Regions from separate parts of the Mus musculus genome. Here region 2 is linked to region 1. A link is a contact called in public Hi-C data. All regions are on one chromosome and are shown on one strand. The core of a region is the stretch at or near the end of the contact, and the rest is flanking DNA. Distances in the headings are between cores, read along the strand shown.

The links. Hi-C and Micro-C count contacts between places; a contact is called where the count stands out from the background.
Region 2: a contact with region 1 is called in a Hi-C map of cortical neurons, with 4 times the contacts expected there. The contact joins two enhancer-like sites. A contact is called at or near these places in 3 of 484 Hi-C or Micro-C datasets (cerebral cortex and cortical neurons).

What each region holds. Positions count from the first base shown.
Region 1 is chr12:59,796,680-59,801,235 of GRCm38.p6, forward strand. No RefSeq gene overlaps it. Among named protein-coding and RNA genes, the nearest start is that of Gm22673, 130 kb to the left of the region's middle. Within about 2 kb of position 1,577, at least 5 of the 459 cell types and tissues checked have an H3K27ac peak or open chromatin away from gene starts, as enhancers often do. A contact at or near this core is called in cortical neurons, where this site is marked.
Region 2 is chr12:64,639,942-64,644,368 of GRCm38.p6, forward strand. No RefSeq gene overlaps it. Among named protein-coding and RNA genes, the nearest start is that of Gm24066, 94 kb to the right of the region's middle. Within about 2 kb of position 1,265, at least 4 of the 459 cell types and tissues checked have an H3K27ac peak or open chromatin away from gene starts, as enhancers often do. A contact at or near this core is called in cortical neurons, where this site is marked.

The DNA of each region.
Region 1 (4,556 bases), core at 327-2,826:
TACTGTTCTGTTCTGTGACAGAACATCATGACCAAGGCAACACGTAGAATAAAGCATGAAAGCATGCTTACAGTTTCACAGGGAGAGTCCATGGCCATCATGGCCGGAAGCATGACAGTAGGCACAGCAGGCAGGGAGGTGAAAGAAAGCCACATGTGATCCACAAGCACAGGACAAAGAAGGAGCTAATAGCAATGGTTTGGGATTTTGAAACTTCAAAGCCAACCGCAGTGGCACACCCACCTCCTCCAACAAGGCCACACTTAGTAATCTGTTCCAAAGAATTCCTCTAACTCTGTACCAAGCATTCAGACATATGAACCTACTTTAGTTAAAATTTTATTGCTTTGAAGGGACATTGTGACCAAGGCAACTCTTACAAAGGAAAACATTTCATTGAAGCTGGCTTGCAGTTTCAGAGGTTTAGTCTATTATCATCATGGTGGGAAGTACAGCAGCATGCAGGTAGAAATGGTGGTGAAGAAGGAGCTGAGAGTTCTACATCTTGATTGCTGGAAGGAAAAGGGGACTGTCTTCCACACTGGGCAGGGCTTGAGCATAGGAGACCTCAAAGCCCATCCCAACATTGCCACAATTCTTTTAACAAGGTCAGGCTATGCCAAGAAGGCCATACCTCCTAATGGTGCTACTCCCTATGAGCCAAGCACACAGAAATCTTGGAGGTCATATTTATCAAACCACCATAGAGCCTGCAGGTCATTTACCTTCAAGCTACTGCAAACACCTTGCCTTTGAATCTCAAGACTGAGTTTTGAGATGAATGCACTCTGGCTCTGTTCTTTGATTCCATTTTGCTGAACTTTAGATGACTGGCAGTAGCATTTGGAGTTTCCTGTAATGACATTCTAATAATAGCAGTTTCAAGTTGCTTTAATGAAAAAGATTCATTGAGTGCTTGAAATTGGTTATTTTGATACAGAGGATAACAGGTACACGTTCTTCGAGATCCACTTGCAGCAGAATTTCCTTTGTTAAAGTGACCCACTTCTGCTGCTTTTCTAAAAATCTATACTACTCTGGACTGTCATTTTTAGAAAGTGCATCGTTCAGCGTGCCTTTAATTGTCTAATAACGATATAAAAAGAAAAAACACACAGTGGTTCATTAGTATTGACAAAAGGACGGCTAAGCAATTGTCCAAAGGGTTGAAGAGTGGAGTAGGAATTGCTTTACTATGAATATATGTTTGAAGGGCATAAGGATTCTTTAGATGCCTTTATCTTACACATAAATCATTATTATTATTATAATGAGTCTCCTCTCACAGTAAAGGCCCTAGCAGCGATTGTTCTGCTTCTGTGACAGCTGGAATTGAGAATGCAGTAAAAGTGAAACGAATTACATTGCAGATGAATTGGGCACTTGTCAATTAAATAGAGAATTATAAGTAAGGCAAAAGCAGACTATAAGGTCTGATAAATATCAGAATCTCACTCAGGAAATCTGGATTTTAAATTGTTCATTTTCTACATTATTACCCTTTAGGTTATGCTATACAGCTTTCAAGAAAGCACCCTTCGGCCACATGGTGGCATCCTTGTAGTTATGATGGCATTTTAAAGCTAACTCCAAGCTAGAGAAGGGAATTCTTGACACATTCCATTAAATGTTCATCTTCAGATGAAGTGTACATGAAGCATTATGCAATTGACCTATAAAGGTATGACAAAACGTTAAATATGCGTTTTCCCTGTGAAAAATCTAAGAATAAATCTGAGCTTAAGAACAATTCCTCCATTCATAATGCATCTGCTTGCCTCTGTATCCGAGGGATTCTCCAATCAAGGACAAAGAGTGACTAAAAATAAAAGTGGGTACTCACAACGATTCAAGTAATTAGAAATGGCAATCTGATATACTGTTAAAATGTACAGTCATGAATGTTATTTCCCCTGACTGCTACAGATTTGAAGTCTTAAGCTCCTCCCTCTGACTAGTCTGAAATTCTTATAATCATGATGACATAGATTAGTTTTCATTTGAAACAATGTTTTCTTCCTGTTTTATGCAATCTATCTATCTATCTATCTATCTATCTATCTATCTATCTATCTATCTAGTTTTTCTGTGCTACAATCTTGGCTGTTGCTGTGTTTTATAAATAAGAAAGAAAGAACCAGGACATGTTTGGTTGAGGCACAGTATGGTGAGGTGGAAGGGGGTACCTCTGCTGGCCCATGTTGAGGCATCCCTTCCCCCTGAGGTACCAGCCATATGACAGATATAGTATAAAATAGAGTCTATTTAGGGCATGGGGAGGGGAGTTGAGGTTGGAGTAGAGATAGAGAAAGGCAGGGAGAGGCGGGAAAGGAGGGAGGGAGGGAGAGAGAGAGAGAGACAGAGACAGAGAGAGAGAGACAGAGATAGAGACAGAGAGACAGCGATAGAGAGATAGACAGAGAGGGAGGAGAGGCCAGCCAGGAACACATGGAGGTGGGAGGGGAATGGGAGAGAGAAGGAACAGAGAGAATAAGAGAGTAAGAGGGTGAGGATGGGGCAAGTAGCCCCTTTTATAGTGAGTCAGGCATACCTGGCTGTTGCCAGGTAACTGTGGGGCAGAGCCTAGAAGCTGTCCTGGTACTCTGTTTTATAAATCAGGCTGGCTTCCAACTCACAGAGATTTGCCTGTCTCTGCTTCCCCGATGCTGTGATTAATGATGTGCATCACCATACCTGGCTTGCATGTTTGTCTGTCTATCTATCTATCTATCTATCTATCTATCTATCTATCTATCTATGTATCTATCTATATCTATTGCCTTGTCGGAATGGTGCTTGGAGTGAAGATTGGACCCAGGCTTATTCTTGATGATGCTGAACTTCTAAATAACTCTGGGGTTTGTGCTCTGGAATCATTGTCTCTGTGCACTGACACTGAGACCAACATGAGGTCCGGGTGCAGATTTAAGCATCTGTGAGAGGTTTCTCTGTAGGATCTTAGACAAATAACAACATTGTCTCTCTAACATTGTCTTTCCTCTTAGATTCCCCTCCCCTTTCAAAGAGGAAGATAAGTGGGCTTTTATTTTCTTCCAAAAGCCCCTCTCTTCTATTTTTATACTTTGTGCTAAAAGTCATTGAAAACATTAGCTTCTTGTTTAATCTTGGAGTTATTTTAAAAGATAGAATAAATTGAACATTCTTAGGAAAATATAGACTTAAAAAATTTTCCACCAAAGGCTTCTTTATTTGGGTTTGTGGCTTGGTTGATATATATTTAAAAAAATCTCTCAGGCAAGTTATGGAATTAAAAATCATAGATATTAGATAGCCTAGATATATTTCTGGCTTAAAACATGTCTGTATTCTACATAATCAACACTCTGTAGTTTATTTAGTCTTAAAATTTAAATTTCTAGAATTTGAACTTAGCTAACCTGTTGTTTCTGCATAGCCAGTTAACAATATATTAGAAGGCATTAGTTAAATACTTAGATTCCAGTAACTCATGACGTTGTCCATTTCAGGTTCACAAATCAATTGTTTTAAATCATTTGTATTTTATCCAGAAAGTAACTAAAAGAGATAAACACACCAATTGAGAAAGTATGAGGATTGGAGAGAATTAAATGGTTATGGGGCCATTGCTTTCCCTAGAGGACCACTAAGGAAATGCCTGGTCAGCAGCAGGCTGTGACTGGGCGCTTAGAAATGGAACCGGAATTCCATCTAAGGGAAAGGAAGCTCTTCCCGGTTTATCACAGTAGCTCTTGAAGACCAAACATTACATTGTATCCCTAAGAAGAATAAGAAAGCTAGTTTATCATAACTTGTAGTTGCCAGTTGGCTTTTGGAGTAGAACCCCTGACTCCACAGACTTGTGCCTAATGTTTTATTTCATTTTTCTCACTGGGAAGAATAAAAATATAGAGTCCCATGCTTAAACATGAAACAGAATGTGGGTTTTTTTTTTTTCTAAATCATATAAATCAAACTTAAAGACTCGGCGATGCTGCATCTAGTTTAACACTGGTAGACACACGGATTAGCTAACTCTGCAGAGTCTTATCACCCACAAGGACTGTAATTGTGAATATATTTTCAGGGTAAGGTAAACAGATTAGTTATTGGGATTGTAATATTCTTCACAAAACTGTAAAGACAAATTCTTTGGGGTCTGTGCTTTAATGACATGGTAATCTGAGGGCAATATTGTTCCAGTTTTAATCCGGTGCATAGTAGAGAATCACAGTCATCATTCATGTTTTTTTTTTCCTGTCATTAAGAAATGATCATCTTGAGTTTCTTGTGTTTTGCAAATTGTATCTTGGGTATTCTGAGTTTCTGGGCTCATATCCACTTATCAGTGAGTGCATATCATGTGTGTTCTTTTGTGACTGGGTTATGTCACTCAGGATGATATCCCCAGATCCATTCATTTGCCTAAGAATTTCATAAATTCATTGTTTTAATAGATGAGTAGTACTCCGTTGTGTAAATATACCACATTTTCTGTATCCATTCCTCTGTTGAGGGACGTCTGGGTTCTTTCCAGCTTCTGGCTATTATAAATAAGGCTGCTATGAACATAGTGA
Region 2 (4,427 bases), core at 15-2,514, 4.8 Mb after region 1:
TCACTCAAAACCTTTGTGAAATTGAAACAATGTAGAAAAGGGATTTAAAAGGATTAAACTTCCTGGATTGGTCTTCCATTTAGCAATATTATGAATCATCAGATATTCTAATGCTTAGCACTAGGGTAAAATATCTAGCAACCTATATTCAATATTCTAAACTGCTAACTTAGAGTACTTCTACCTTTTTATTAAATACTGGTTTCTCATTAGGAGTTCAATGTCCCCTGGTCACATTATGCAGTAGGCCAGTAAGCTCCCTGAGTACCATTTATATAACAAGTTCCCTACACACCTCTCAAAGTGATGATGTCATGAGAGTCATGCCTAAGAGAAGGAATCATTTCATATGCTAGAAAACACAATAAGCAAACAATAGTAAGACAATCCCTGGGCCAGTTTACGGTTCAATTTTCCATTTACCCCTGAATGATCACCACCAAAGCAAAAGCACAATTCACGTTGCTATCTTTCTATACTGCTGACATTCTAATTACCATTTCACTTCTGTTTATTCACTTCTATCTCTTTATTGCTTACAAACTATGATAGTCTATATGTTATCTTCCACCATGTATTCCTTTACTCTTCTTATAGTTGCCATTAAAATAAATTCTAAACTAGTCTTTTAAATCCTGATTTTTAAGTAATCTGTACATGTGTGCATATGTCCATGCATGTGTCTAAGACATGAGTGCGAATTGAGTGAGTGTGTGCCACGTACATGTGTGGAGGTCAGAGAACGATGTAGTAACTTTGGTTAACTCCTTCCATCTTTGTACACATTCTGAGGATTCCTCTCTGGAGGCCAGGCTTACATAGCAAGCATCTGGACCAGCTGAGCCATCTTTCCTACCCAACACTGAATTTTTATCTCTGCCAATATGAATTTGTAAAACCTTCCTTATCTATTCATAGCATCACATACTTGATTTCCCCAGACGTTAAATCATTAATCTTGTCTGGTTGTATTTCAAGATCAAAGCTCCTACTTTAATAAATTTACATGACAACCAACAATAAATCCTCAGATGCCCACCCTCCTTTTGGATTACAACCTGAAGCTGAGACATACACTACTTCTGCATTTGAAAACAAAAGACATATTTAGGGGATTAGATTTACACAGAGACAGCAAGAAATCTTCTCTGCTTTTTCCTGAGCACATGTAATAAATTTATAGTTCTGCAGGTTAACAGAAAACATGGATGTCATTATACATCCTGCTTTGTTCCCTGTTTTTCTTCAAAATATCTAAGGCCTCAAATTTTTCAGTAAAAGAACATTGCTGCCACCAACTGAGCATACTCACCCAATGCAAGTAGGATTCTTATACATGAAAATTAATGCCCACAATGAAGATGAAGGGTGATATACATTCTGTTATACATGATCCCAAACACTAGCCTGAAATCCATTCCTAATCAGTAATGCCATGAGTGCATTCAAAGGAGAGATGAGAACTCCACATCCTAACATTATTAATGGAAGCCCTCCTGCCTTGCAGCCTTAAACCAATTTGTAGTAATAGAAAACTCCTCCTGTATTTATAAGGAAGAGGAGTTTGTTTTATTCATACAAAGGCCCTATGACAACAGGGTCATGCCACCAAATGCTGTGTTGACCTGGTCATTGAGGGGGGCTGATTGGCAGTCTTTGAATTGATTATGGTTATTTAGGTCAGAAGAGCAAACTCTTCTAATTTCATGCTCAGTGTTGAACTGTTGGAGGCGTGACTGGAGGAGGGGAGAAGGGAGGGGAGGGAAGGGAAGGGAAGGGCAGGAAGGGAGGGAGAAAATTCCACAGAGCTTGGCAGCACAACAGAATCACCTGGTAGAATACAAACTAGAAGACAGCACCTCAGAATGAATCAGAAGATTTGAGCAACAGGACTTTCTTTGGCAAGACTGCAGGAGTTAAAGATAATCTCCATAAATGTCCACAGACTCACTCAAGGAAAACCCTAAGGATCTTTGCATACTTTATGGGATTCTGAAAGTATTATTTGTAATCTCAATGCAAGGAAACATCGCATGCCCTGGCATGTTGAACTTTGCTATCCTGTGTGAGTCTCCTGAACTATTCACAATAGATGGGTTGATCAAACACTGTCTTGGCAATGAAGACTGCCCTTGAAGGCAGTAAGGAAAAAATATCCGTTCACTTTCACTCCACTCCTTTCCCATAGAGCCTGAAATTTTTGCCTTGAACCAAAAATATCTTCAGTAAGAGTCAGATATGACCTACTTTGTTAATTCCCATGGCTAATACTTTCCCCTTACAGCTCAAATGTGGAATGTTTTAAGTAAAATTAATATATATATGAAGGGTTTTTATCTGTCTGGTTTAGTATTTGTAGTACATGAAAAAAAATGTAATAGAGGATATAATGATATTTTCTGATAATTATACCTATTTTTATGTCACTCTTTGGAACGTTAACATTAGACGTCTTCTTATCAGTACAGTAAGAAGTCTCTGTGGGTAAAGATGCTGGCTACAAAGCCTAATGATCTGAGTGTAAACCCTCAGACCCACCTTGGTGAAAGAATTCAACTCCTACAAGTTGCCTGTGACTTCTACTCAAGACCCAAGGTACACTAGTTGTACACACACACACACACACACACACACACACACACACACACACACAGTTATAAATGAAGATCTTTTAAAAGTTGCCCACCATGACTGCTGGAGGTGTTAATGCTTCTTGAGACCCTGCCCAGCCCTAACATCCTTATCCTAACCATGCCCAGCCTTAGTCAAGACTTACAATGTTCCAAGTCTAACTCTGATTGATCTGCCTACCTGCATAGCAGAGAATTTTGTCCACCCTCTAGTGAGAGCTCAGGAATCTTTGAATTGAAGTGGACATGGATGTCTCCACTTGATTGAGATGAGTCTGGCAGTGGCAATAAAGTAATAATTGAAAAATAGTTTGGAGATACAATTTACTCTAGTTTTCATGACAGGTAGAAGAAACAAGGAAGTTAATGATAAAATTAATTAGAATTCATAAGCAAGAGTTGTGAAACTATATATAAGGCAAGACACTGCTCTAGAAAACTTTGAAGATAGGGGGGGGGGGGAAGTAGACAGCTATTTCCAAGGAATAAAGTTGTCAGATATAGACAGCCTTGGCAATCAGGACAGTATAGGAGCATGAGGAAGTCTGCTTGGGTACCCAAGTGGAAAAGCAAAACGTAAAAAGGAGTTCTAGGGTTTTAAGGACTCAGAGAATAGAAATGTGATTTGGGTTCCTGAAAGACTGCAGAGTATCAGTGGGAGATAAAGAACACCAATGGATGTGGGTTTCCTGACCAGAGGACAGAGCCAAAGGAAGAAGCCAAAATTTAAAGAATAAAAATGATAATTAAGACTAGCTTAGGAAAACAAAATATTTCCATAATTAAGGGACATTTTAAAGGGAATCGAGGTTCTGAAATAGCAGATATAACTTCTATTGAGTCTCTATGGGGCTTCAGACTCCAGTGAAAGAAATTAATGGATTCCACAGCCAGGTTGTTTCTTCATCTCCACCCTACAAGGCCAGAACTTACATATCTTGAAAGTGTGATAGTCTGCCTTCTCCTCAGTTTGGACTATCCTTAGTATCACAAACTGGAAGTTTCCATAAAGCCAGTTAGTTTGGTATGGTGGAAAGAAAGGTATAATTTTGACTATTTATTGTCATACTTGATAAAGCATACTAAGCCCAAATCATATCCTCTAACTAGGTGAACAATGTCAAAATATTTCCATCCAATAAGCTCATAGGTATACCTTGTAATCAAACTGACATGTCAGTGATACCAATTCTTATGAAGCTGTTTTCTACAGAGTTTATACTGAAGCTCTACATTAGCAAGGTAATACTTGTCCTTGAATATTTCCATGATAAATTAACACATTTGATGCATTAAGGTATGAAAGGTCAGAGCTGACAATTAAACTTTAGTTCTTGAAGAAGGAAAATCCCTTCCTAATAGAAAAACAGAGTCTCTCCAACACTGCTATAAAGCAGACAGTTTCAAGAGTTTGGAACTGCATTCTATTAAAAAAAAAAAAAAAGCACAGAGAAACAAATATTGGCTGTGTTCTTCTGGGCAGTAAATGGCCATAAGTAACATCTGCACTGACTCCTCAGCATCTCTCAGGGCACATGAACTGATAGCATTAGCCAAAAGGCCCCAGTGACAGCAGACTGCTGTGGGTTTTGATGAGTCTGTGGGGCCTAGCGATATAGCTTTCTTGCCCTTAGAGGTGGTTGTCATTTTGTATTATGTAGAAAGTCTTCCAGGCACATACTGCTGTGCCATTTTTCTGGGTCATTTCTTTGCTGCTCAAAATATTCTATGCATTAATTTTGGAAAGAGTTTTGGAAGAATAAAATAAAATGAAAATATCCTGTAGTCTTTCATTAT